Linked DNA regions of Ovis aries: region 2 is linked to region 1. A link is a contact called in public Hi-C data. All regions are on one chromosome and are shown on one strand. Each heading gives the region's core, a stretch centred on a gene start, on an enhancer-like site or on the middle of the called end of the contact. The rest is flanking DNA. Distances are from core to core; before and after follow the strand shown.

The links. A called contact is a pair of places that touch in the nucleus more often than the background predicts.
Region 2: a contact with region 1 is called in a Hi-C map of hypothalamus, with 3 times the contacts expected there. The contact joins the promoter of UTP20 here to the enhancer-like site in region 1. A contact is called at or near these places in 2 of 16 Hi-C or Micro-C datasets (hypothalamus and tail adipose tissue).

What each region holds. Positions count from the first base shown.
Region 1 is chr3:170,629,071-170,635,479 of ARS-UI_Ramb_v3.0, reverse strand. It overlaps SLC5A8 (solute carrier family 5 member 8), which reads left to right. Exons shown (of 16, transcript XR_006059373.2): 7 at 3,709-3,838; 8 at 5,553-5,641. Among named protein-coding and RNA genes, the nearest start is that of SLC5A8, 44 kb to the left of the region's middle. Within about 2 kb of position 1,564, at least 22 of the 54 cell types and tissues checked have an H3K27ac peak or open chromatin away from gene starts, as enhancers often do. A contact at or near this core is called in hypothalamus, where this site is marked.
Region 2 is chr3:170,744,824-170,750,807 of ARS-UI_Ramb_v3.0, reverse strand. It overlaps UTP20 (UTP20 small subunit processome component), which reads right to left and starts at 2,312. Exons shown (of 62, transcript XM_012174896.4): 1 at 2,096-2,312; 2 at 1,184-1,264. The coding sequence starts at 2,140. It overlaps LOC121818959 (a long non-coding RNA gene), which reads left to right and starts at 4,952. Exons shown (of 3, transcript XR_006059027.2): 1 at 4,952-5,113.

The DNA of each region.
Region 1 (6,409 bases), core at 315-2,814:
AATGATGTCCATAAGGATTGTTTTTGATCTGGATTGCTGAATCTGCCTGTCCATACATTATTAGAGGAGTTAACAGAAATGTAAGGCAAAAGAAGTAATTGAGCAATTTTGTCCCCCTTTTTGAATTGCCATAGAATCTGAGATGACATCATAATTTGAATCTCTCCAGAATAATTTTAATCAATTATTCCAGGGTGAACAGTAATTCCTTTAGAAGCCAAACTAGATCGGCCAAATAAAAGATTGAAGGTTTATGGGAGCAGGGGTCCAAGAAGTCCGGTGGGTACTCTAGAAGGGACTGCTTAGGGTAAAGGAAAAAAATCATCTAGGGCTGGTATATAAACGGTAGCATTGCTGGATGTGGAGGGTTTGAAGGAAAAGATAGAATTTGCCCCTGGTTTTTGTTGTAGAGGACCTGGGGTGTCCCCTGTTTTGAGTTCCCTGGAATAGGTTTTCCATCAACATCAAATTTAAATTTACAATCTGTGACCCAATGCATTCCTCTATGGCAGTGAGGGCAAATTCTTGGAGGTTTTTTATTAGCCTTCTTAGGGCAGTCCCCTTTTAAATGGTTTTTATCTCTGCATGTAAAGCATCCTTCATTTCCCTTTTTAAAAACAGTAGCCATTGTTTTAGCTAGCATTTGCATCTTTTGAGTTTCTGATCCTAGATTGTACAAATAATCAATAATAGTCCCAGTCTCACAAAGTGCAGCGATAGCTCTTTGATATTCCTGATTTGCATTCTTATAAGCAAGTAGTTTCTCTGGCTGTTTCTTGGTTTCTTCTCTGATTATAGTACTGGAAATAGCAGTTTCTACTCTAGCAAAAAAAAATTAGCATAACTTTCATTAGGTTCCAACAAAGGAGAGACTTTTGGAGTTGTGCCTGTTGGCAGAGGAGGAGCATATGGAGCAGCCGGGGCAGGGCTAGTAAGAAAATTTTGAAATATTTTATGTTGTTCTAATTGGGCTTTTTGTAAAGTTTCATCGTCTAATTCATACACATGCAATAAGTGTTCTGTCTGTGTTTGAATATTAGGAGGGCTAGAACTTACTTTGAAATGGCCAGAAATCAATTGGAATATTTTTTCCTTGCTTGGCGGCTCATTCAACATTTTCTTTGACCTGGTGCCAACTTTCTAAATCAAAACTGCCTTTATCAGGGAACCAAGGGTTACATTTAACCAGTGTTTGAAAGCAAGCCTCTATTCATTGGCACGAAACCAAAAGTCCCTGAGCTTTAAACAAATGGTGAAGTAAAGTAGAGAAATGATGGGGCTTTCCAGCCGTTTGACCCGTGTCTTAGTACTTACCAACCTCAATGTGTCCTGACCTCGATAGGTCCCGAGTCCCTCCGACTGAAGTGCCATGTACTTCAGGGACCCAAGAGTCCCTGTTCTGGGATGCCACTTGTTGGGGTCCTTTAATGGACCAGGACCTGGTGGTCCGGAGGAGGCGATGATAAGAAAGTGAAAGAGAGAGAGGCTGATACTTCCTGGTTTACGCAGAAAACCAATAAAGCCCTTGACACAGGACTTGTGTCTCTCACAAAGGCACTGGGTGCCCTCTAGAGGGGGGTGAAGGCATGGGGCGCCTTCTCTAGAGAGTCTTAGAAGCCTGGGCAGGAGAGTGAGCAAGACGGGTCTCTGCGCTCCAAAGAATCAGCCGAGGAGAGAGAGAGAGAGAGACAAAGAAAGAAAGAAAGACATGGGGACCCAAGCTCTGATGGAGCAAAGGTGCTTTAATGATTTCTCTGTGAGTATATGAAGGCTGTGGTACAAGAAGTTTCTTTCGACAATGATAAAGATCAGAAAACTAAATGTACAGCAACTGTCACCAAGGGAACAAGGGATTAATAATGGTCACAAGGTCAGGAGACAATCCATATCTCAAGGAAGGGGATCGAGACTAAGCAGTCTTGTCGTAAAGAGAATGTTTACTAAAGGAGATTCAAGCCTGTCTCACACAATGGCCTCAGTTCCTGGGAGCAGCGTGCTGTTCCACTTAAAAAGAAACAAAGGACTTGTGAGAAAGAGCAGGTAGGAATCCTCCTGTTAAACATTCCCTGACAATATAGCAAAATGACTCAATTATACATATACACGTATCTGTTATTTTTCAAATTCTTTTACCACTTAGTTTCTTGCAAAGTATTGAGCAGAGTTCCCTGTGCTATACGGTAGATTCTTGTTGGTTATCCATTACTCATTAGGCAGTAACAAAACACACAGTGGCTGTAGTCAATCAAGGGAAAAGACTAGCAATCTGTTGTTTGGGACTTCTTGCAGGTTAGGTTCTCCTGGAAGCAGACTTTGAGATGGAGGTTAGCATGCCAGAGTCTCCTAGGGAATTACCACTGTCGAAGAGAAGGAAGGGGAGATTGGCCACAGGGAGAAGGCAGACTGAAATGCAGTCTCAACAGAGGCCTCAACGGGAGCTTTCGAGCTGAGATGACCCTTCAGGCTGTTCCAGGTTGGCTTGAGGGAACTCAGCCTTTAAACCTCTGAATCTAGTCATCATTCTGTGCAGGCTGCCCTGGGGAAGGAGATAAGAGTTGGTGGTGGGGTGGGCACCTCTCTTCAGTCCAGGAGTCCACTATAGTACCCTTGGGGGAAAAAACCGTAGCCACCTTAGTGGGAGAAATATTTGCTATCAACTGCTTGTTAAAATAGGACTTCCCTGATAAGACATAGCGTTCAATGATATTAACACTAGTAATATCACTAACTTCCATTTAACGAGTGGTTATTACATGCTATTGTATTACATGATAGACACTTTATTTAGTCTTACATATAACTCAGTGAGGTATGCATTGTTATTTCTAGCTGTCAGTGAAGAAACTGAAGAAACTGAGGATCAGAGAGGTTAATTTACTTGCCTAATGTCACATATGGTAGAGCTAAGATTTATGCTCAGGACTGACTCCAGTGCTATTACAGAAACCTTTACATTCTACTGGAGCACATGCCGTATATTGAAATGCTGAACATTATTTTGGAAGATACCTGTCTAGGGGTGCAGGTTTGCCTTTCCTATTTAATGGATGGCATCACAAGCCACATTTAAACAACTTTGGTGAGTTGCTATGTAGATGCTAACAATGTTATGCAAAGGGAAAATGAATAAGTCCCTGCTCTGTTGACTATTAGAGTCTCTATTTCATGACAAAAGGTCCTGAAGTAGTGTAATTTTGTTACAGTTGTTCTTTAGTCGCTAAGTCGTATCTGACTCGTTTGCAACCCCATGGACCGTAGCCCACCAGGCTCCTCTGTCTGTGGTATTTCCCAGGCAAGAATACTGGAGTGGGTTGCCATTTCCTTCTCCAGGGGATCTCCCCGACCCAGGGATGGAACCTGCATCTCCTGCATTGACAGCTGGACTCTTTACTGCTGAGCCACCAGGGAAGCCCAAAGTAGTGTAGTTAAACAACATTATAAAGCTAATAACGCCCATGGAACTCCGACCAGGAGGATACATTCATTCAGTGGCAAAACCCCATCTACTCCAAATATTTCCAAATACAGTGTTGATTGACCTCATAAACAGAAAGTTATGCCAGAATAAAGAAGTAGCATTTTTGACACCCAAAAGAGAATGCATGTCTATTGAATATAGTCATGAAAGTCTCTTCTGCTTTACAATTTTCCTCATCTTTGAGATGGAAATTAAAAGTGTCATGTACTTGTTTGTTTACACTTTATTAGGTCTCTCTACATCAATCTCGTGGGACTCTGGGTGATCCTTGTCTGCTCCGTGCTTTGTGGGCTTGCCCTCTATTCCAGGTACCATGACTGTGATCCTTGGACAGCCAAGAAAGTGTCTGCACCGGACCAGGTCCAGTATCATGTCTTTCTTACGTGCAGTAATGACGTTCCCAAAGTTTATTAGCTGGGAGGAGAGAGTGTTCATGTTCTTGTAAAGTAATAGCAAATAGGCACATTATTCATTTTTAGTTTCTATAAAGCATTTGGAAAATTTTTATTTTAGTAGACATAACAAGAATGAAGAATGGTGAGATTTCCCTGGTGGTCCAGTGGTGAAGGATCTGCCTGCCAGTGCAGGGGACACGGGTTCCATCTCTGGTCCCGGGATGATCCCATATGCTGCAGAGCAACTAAGCCTGTGTGCCACAACTACTGGAGCCCGTGCTCTAGAGCCCATGCTCTGTAACAAGGAAAGCCTCTGCAATGAGAAACCTGCACACCGCGGTCAGAGAGTGGCCCCCTCTCACGGCAACTAGAGAAAGCCCAAGTGCCCTAAGAAAGACATGGTGCCAAAAATAAATAAGTAAACAAATAATAGAAAAATATATGGAAATACCTGGGAACATTTTCAAGGCAGGTCATGCATTGACAAAGAAGCTGCAGTATGATTGCTTAACTTGTGAAGTGAAAGTTGCTCAGTCATCTCTGACTCTTTGTGATCCCATGGAATCACAAACAGTCCATGGAATTCTCCAGGCCAGAATACTGGAGTGGGTAGCCTTTCTCATCTCCAGGGGATCTTCCCGACCCAGGAATCGAACCAGGGTCTCCTGCATTGCAGGCAGATTCTTTACCAACTGAGCTATTTGTTACCTAGTGTAATTGATATGATTACTTCATGCTAGCCTAGCCTATACCCTAATGAATGAATTGTTATAAAGTCTTGATGGCATACAGTATAATAGTCATATTCATAATATAGTGTTAGAAGCATTGTTGTGTTTTTTTTTTTTAAATCACTTACTTGGCAATGATTGGTTGTTGCAGTTTCTGCAGTTATTAGAGAGAGACATACTGTGCAGTAACACAATTCTTTGAAATCAGTAATAAAACAGTAAAAAAAAATCTAACATGTTGTTTTCATATTAAATATCACTCACATCATACCTGTGTAAGGATAGGTTATCCACTTCAACAAAGTCATGCATATGGTGTTCTACATGTATATTTTTCTATATTAAAAAAAAATCCACATATAAGCAGACCCACACAGTTCAAACTCATTTCGTACAAGTGTCAACTGTATAAGCAGCTCTAATTACATTTTTACTCCCGAATAGTGATTGAAGTTCACAGGTATAAACTTGAGTCATCAAGTGAAGTTAAATTAAGTGAATGCTTCTTACTTAAGCACAGAGGTATGTAAAAGTATTTCCTTTAAATTGATTTATTATTCCAAAAAATGAGAACAGCTGCCTATTACTGAGCCTTTACTATATTCTGTCTTCTATACTAAGAACTTACATAGATGATCTAAGTTAAGTTTTATAGTAACTCTATGAGGTTAGGATTATTATTCCTTTTTTACAGATGAGGAAACTGAGGCTCAGAGAAACTAACTAACAAAAGCCACATGTATCTGAATCCAGAGCCTGTACCTTTAACTACTATTCTATTCGTTTATTTAAATGTTAGCAGGTAAAGAGTTTAATTTTTCATATTTGGACATTTCAGTTGTGTGGAATATCTTCCTTTAGTTCTTGAATACCACAAGATAAACGAGATGTTAATTGATTTTATTTCATAGCCAGTAGTATTCAAGAGTAAATTTTGGAATTTTTCAGCTCATGCCTTATTTGGTACTGGACATTCTGCAAGATTATCCAGGACTTCCTGGACTTTTTGTGGCCTGTGCTTACAGTGGAACATTAAGGTATGAACTAGGACTCTAATAATACAAGTTTTCCCTCTTGGGATGTTTCTTTTATTATTGGATATTTGGGGGGATAAAGTTGAATTCTGGACATGGGCACAAATGGCCCTAAATAGGTAATTATTCAATGTCTCCTTTCTGTCAGTCTGACTCTTCTCTCTGAGGGTTGGCTGTCTGTTGTCATAAGTCTTTGCTTTTATCTTTAGTCCCTACTGTCTAAAACATCATCACATACCCCATACAGTCACAATAATGATAATCAGTCATTTTGCTGATGGTCGAAAATAAGGACCTACAGTCTTAGTTTAAAATATGAATGTAACTAAAGCATGGTCAAATGCAAAACTCAGAATATAAATCTCCTATTATAGGCTGAATAATATATACTGTCCAAAGAATCTTGTTTTGTGTTTGAGCTTATTCATTGCACTTTGTTCCTGTGTTATGCTTATTATTATCATGTACAACATATGTTAGTGAAGATCCAGCAAATTAATATTATTAATATTTATGGTGAATGTTAGTGAGGACTCATGATAGTCCTTTCTATGCATAAAGAAAAATGTGCTTTAAAGTCATTATCTAGCAATACTACGTGATCTAAGAGATTCTTTCATGGATAATAAGGATTAATTGTAAAATGGAAGCAACATTAAATTATCCATTCTAACTATTAAGCCTATGGATTTGCCTGAATCATTCTTGGATGACAGCTTCCAGAAAGAGGATGATGTAATTATTAAAAAATAATGTAGTAGGTAAAATAGA
Region 2 (5,984 bases), core at 1,063-3,562, 110 kb before region 1:
TGACTACCAAATCATCAAAAATGGTTGCCCTGACTCCAGTTGTGCTCTTTCCTCCACATTAAAGCCAAAGAGATCTAAAACTTACACTTGGATCATGTCACACACTCCCCTGCCTTATAATCCTAGAATGATTTCCCATAGTTTCAGGATAAATTCAAACTTAGCTGGATATGAAGGTTTTCATGGTCCTTAATTATCCCTTCAGCATTATCTTCCACCAGCTACCCCTTTCACCCATTCAGTTACCATCAACACAAACATCCCACATCCAATTATAAGCATACCAAAATGCTCTGCAGGTTCTTGAATGTGACACGCTCTCCTTAGCCTCTATTCCTTTATAAAGGTTTCTTCCTCAGCCTGAATCAGCCTTTCCTGCTTTCTTTGCCATGCTAAAACCCGCAGAAACAAGACTCAATTCATGTAACACTTGTCTACTTAATCTTTTTTGACACCTCACTTTACACCCCTAAAGAATCTTGGTTAGGCTCCCTTCACTGTGAGCTCCCAAAGGATTATGTGCCTACCTAGATAACATCACTTAGCTGAATTCACATATTACAGACAAGACATTCAAAGTGACAGTGAGCAGAGCCTGACTAGAGTCAAGTGAAAAGCTGTAAAAACTGAGGTTGAATCCCAAGTTGATGCATGTTATAAAAATTATGGCAGAGAAATGATGCAGGGATTTTTGAATAGAGTTATGGCTGAATTATAGCATGGTCAGAAATGGAAAAAGTTATATGGTCAAGCCCCCCTTTTTTTAAATAAAGGAGGAAACTAAGCCCCAGTAAAGTAACTTGCTCAGAATCTCTTTAAAACTGTACTTTCAGGAATACAGATCTGCAGCAGGGCTCAGAATGCACAAGGGAAGGAAGAGACTGGAGTCAGAGGCCACCTGAGAATCCAGTCAATTTTCTAACATCATCCATCAGAACTTTTGCAATGATGAAAATGTTCCATATCTGCATTTGGCCAACATGGTAGCAACTGGCCACATATAGCTACTAGAATTTTTTATTTAATTCTATCTACTAATCTGTCAAGTGTGGCTACTGTTTGAGACAGCAGAGGTCTAATGCATTTCAGGTTCATAAAAGAATGGCTTGAGAAATAATTCACATCTCAGACTGAAAAACCAACTATGAGTACTTGAAGATCAGCTAATTTAACATTCTCTTACCTCGTCATAGCTTGCAGTTCTATCAATCCGGTGAATAATGTCGATATTCACATTCCCCAGTCGCTCAGCAAATGTAAGAAACTGAAGGAGAGGAGTATATTTAAAACACATTATCATTTTATACGTTTCACATCTTGAATATCTGTTTTAGTGCTATATAATCATGTTGACAATTTCCTTGTGAAAGTATAAAGTTTAAAGCTTCCATATGCCACCTCATGTTCTATCATTAGAAAGGATGATAAGCTTTACTTTCAATTTCAGACTTGTATTTTCAATCAATCATAAAATGTATAACTGAGTGTTACAACTAGAAGTAGACATCACTGATGAATCACAAAAGACAACTTTAAACAAACGCACTGCACTACTATAGGAAGAAAATGAAATATTTCTATATCTGCAAAATGTTTAAAATCAAATTCCCATGCTAAACTGTGTTAAAAGACAACAATGTGGCCTCGCTAGACCTACTGCTAGGTTTCATTCATACCCTACTGCAAGCACAGAATCTGGCGAAGTCGTTTCACCAACTGTATTTTTAAATATACACAGACCTACGGTTGTGGAGTAACAAAGAAACCCTCTAGAAACAAACAGAAAGGGCTGTTATCAGCCAGAAGCTGTAAGTCACTTACCTCCTCTACCGACCCGCCTCCCCAATTCGATTTTCAACGACAAAAGAGCAAAAAAAAAAAAAAAAAAAAAAAAAATTCCTAACCGGTTAGTCTGTGATACTGAATTGGTTGTCTGGAGTTCCGGCTTCCTTCCCCATCCCATTATTTATTACGCTAGGAGAGAGGAAAACTCGTTTGCCAGAGCCTCCGGACAAGAGACTCCCGCTCGGGCCGGAGCACGGTACTCCTAGAATCCCGCTCAGAATCAGGCCCACCGGCAAGTTCCCTCGCTCACCCGGTACGTGTTCTCGGTCTTGTGGGAAACCGGCTTTGGCTTCATGGCTGCAGAGGGGCAGCGGCCCGCGAAGATCTCGGGAAGGGTCGAAGGGATGCTACAGGCTGTAGAGAAAGAAAACTGGTTCACACACTTGCACTCCCACGTAATTAGACTAGCTCACGTGCGGCTGGAGTTACTGGGAGCCGCCATGTTGGAAACGGGGAGGAGCCTAGGTGGATCACGTGAACGGAAGTAGCGGACGGAGCAGGAGCGCCAGTCCCCAGAGCCTTCTGGGAAGGGCGGAGCGTCTAAGTGAATAGGTGGGTGTGGAAGTTTATCAGCTGTCTTGAGCGAAGGTTTATAAGAGAAATGTGCGTTTTTATCGTAAAAGAAAACACGGCCGTCGTCATTAACAGCTGACCATCACTAACCCTCACTATGTGCCCTACACCAAGCAAAGTTCTTCACCTTCATGGTTTCACAGTAAAGCGCATTGTGACCGTTCAGTTCAGTTCAGTCGCTCAGTCGCGTCCGACTCCTCGCGACCCCGTGATGATTCGAAATGAGGTACATATTTTTAAGTCTCTTCGGCCTACGAAGAAAGCAAGGATTAGCAACCGATAAGTGGCAGTCTGGCAGAGGTCACTCAGCTTCAAAGTCTGATACTCTTAACCTGCCTGCCAACGCAGGAGATGTAAGAGACGCGGGTTCAATCCCTGGGTTGGCAAGATCGCCTGGAGAAGGGTATGGCAACCTACTCCAGTATTCTTGCCTGAAGAATGCGATGGACAGAGAAGTCTGCTGCTACTGCTAAGTCGCTTCAGTCGTGTCCGACTCTGTGCGACCCCAGAGACAGCAGCCCACCAGGCTCCCCCTGTCCCTGGGATTTTCCAGGCAAGAACACTGGAGTGGGTTGCCATTTCCTTCTCCAATGCATGAAAGTGAAAAGTGAAAGTGAAGTCGCTGAGTCATGTCTGACTCCTCGCGATCCCCTGGACCGCAGCCCACCGGGCTCCTCCGTCCATGGAAGTTTCCAGGCAAGAGTATTGGAGTGGGGTGCCACTGCCTTCTCCCACAGAGAAGTCTGGAGGGCTACTAGTCTGTAGGGTCGCAAAGAGTTGGACAGAACTGAAGCGACTTAGCACACACACATCGCACAGTAACTCATGGTTTCATGCACAACCAATTAGCTTTTTGTTATTTTCTTACCAGTTTTATGTCCTGTTGTTAAACATAATTATATGAACGTGTGTGTGTGTGTGTGTGTGTGTGTGTGTGAGAGAGAGAGAGAGAGAGAGAGAGAGAGAGAGAGGTTTTTTCACTTCATTCAATATTTCTGGAGAGTCTGCTATGGCCGGTGCTCTGTTCTATTTGAACTGCAGTGTTGGAGAAGACTCTTGAGAGTCCCTTGGATTGCAAGGAGCTCAAAACAGTCAATCCTAAAGGAAATCAACCCTGAATATTCATTGGAGCTGAAGCTTAGATACTCTGGCCACCTGATGCAAAGAACTGACTCAGAAAAGACCCTGATTCTGGGAAAGATTGAAGGCAGGAGGAGAAGGGAACAGCAGAGGATGAGATGGTTGGATAGCATGCCTACTGGGTGGACATACCTTTGAGCAAGCTCAGGAAGTTGGTAGTGGACAGGGGAGTTGGTAATGGACAGGGGAGCCTGGTGTGCTGGAATCCATGGGGTAGCAAAGAGTCAGACACGACTGAGCTGAACTGAATAATATTACTATTAATAATAATTTTGTTTGGAAATGTTTATTCTGGTGTGCTTACATCGTAAATACCCAAGGAGAGATATTCAGTAGACAAACTGAATATATTCCTGCTTAGTCATGTATGGATGTGAGAGTTGGACTGTGAAGAAAGCTAAGTGCCGAAGCATTGATGCTTTTGAACTGTGGTGTTGGAGAAGACTCTTGAGAGTCCCTTGGACTGCAAGGAGATCCAACCAGTCCTTTCAAAATGAGATCAGTCCTGGGTGTTCTTTGGAAGGAATGATGCTAAAGCTGAAACTCCAGTACTTTGGCCACCTCATGCAAAGAATTGACTCGTTGGAAAAGACTTGATGCTGGGAGGGATTGAGGGCAAGAGGAGAAGGGGATGACAGAGAATGAGATGGCTGGATGGCATCACCGACTCCATGGACATGAGTTTGAGTGAACTCTGGGAGTTGGTGATGGACAGGGAGGCCTGGTGTGCTGCAATTCATGGAGTCGCAAAGAGTTGGACACGACTGAGCGACTGAACTGAACTGAATGCTCAGTGTAGAGGTCAGGGCTGGAGGTGTGACTTAAATACACTTAACTGAAAGTGTGAAGTTGTTGAAAACCATGGAACTGAATAAGATGATTTAGGGAGAGAGTGATGTAAAGGAGAAGGAAGAAGAGAAGAGAACCCAAGTTGAGCAATAGAATGCTCCAACATTTCGCAGCAGCCAGAAGCGTGACAGGAAAGAGAGTCATTGACAGAAACAGACTAGTCCTGGCCTAGAAGCAGAGCCAGTCACCCACTGTAGTGAAAACAGGAGAGAGAAGTAGCTGCTGGATCTGACAAGGTTATGGTCACTGGTGACTTTGAGAAGTGCTGTCCAGTGTGGAGGAAAGGAAGGAAAGGAAGTGAGCGAAATATGTATGGTGAAGAAATAAAGTCGATATTGTACTTTTATATTGTTATTGGTATTACATGTTTTCCCATGTTGTCACAGGGTTGTAAAAAATAATTTTTAATGTCTCCATAACATGTATGAGACTTAAAAAAAAAGTTTTTATAGGCGTATACTTGATTTACAATGTTGCATTAGTTTCAGGTGAGTAACAAAGTGAATCAGTCCTATATATACTCACTCTTTTTAAAATTCTTTCCCTCTATAGTCAATTACTCCCCTAGTGGCTCAGAGGTTAAAGCGTCTGCCTCCAATGTGGGAGACCCGGGTTCGATCCCTGAGTGGGGAAGATCCCCTGGAGAAGGAAATGGTAACCCACTCCAATATTCTTGCCTGGAGAATCCCATGGATGGAGAAGCCTGGTAAGCTACAGTCCATGGGGTTGAAAAGAGTCGGACACAACTGAGCGACTTCACCTGCACCTTCACCTTGATAGTCAATTACAGAGTATTGAGTAGAGTTTCCTGTGCTATTGAGTTTTACTTTTTAATAATAAAATATAGAAGCACCCAGTGTTTGGCTGGCTTCCAGTAGGCTAATTGACTTTTTTTTCTGTAGGTGGTTGTTCACTTTGCTGGATCACAGATTCTTTAAGGAAGTCTAAGAAAGTTGTAGATTTTCTCTTCAGAAAAATGCTAATAAGCTCATTCACACTAAAATGCATAGATGATTTCAAAGAGAAGTCTGCAGTTACCTGAGGGTAAAAGCCCATACTTTAAGCAATGTTCCCAACCTATTCTTAAAATTATCCCCAGATAATTGTGTCCTTTTCCTTCTCTTATTTAGTTTTTAAAATGAAGTTAATGGGACAATAAGGAGTAGAGAGAAACATGAAAATCAAAAAGCTGACACTTGCAAGTTGTATATTGCATTATTACTCCTTATATCATCCTTACATATTAGCAGCTCTGGTTGAACTGTTTATTAATACACCATAGTGTTTAAGAGCATAGATGCTAGAACCAGTTTACCTGGATTTCGTTGAATCCTAGCTCTGCCATTTATTCCTGGTGTGGTTTGGGGGAAAGTTACCCTCTCTGAGCATCAATTCCTTCTATGTAAAATGGAGCTAACAAAAAGTACATACTTCATAGGGAGTGTTGTACAGAGTTAAGAAGCTAATGGATGAAAAGTACCATAACTGCACAACCTTTCACAAGTTACCTAACCTACCTGAGACCCAACTTCCTGACCTATTAAAAAGAAGTGACATTAATAATGATACCATTTTTA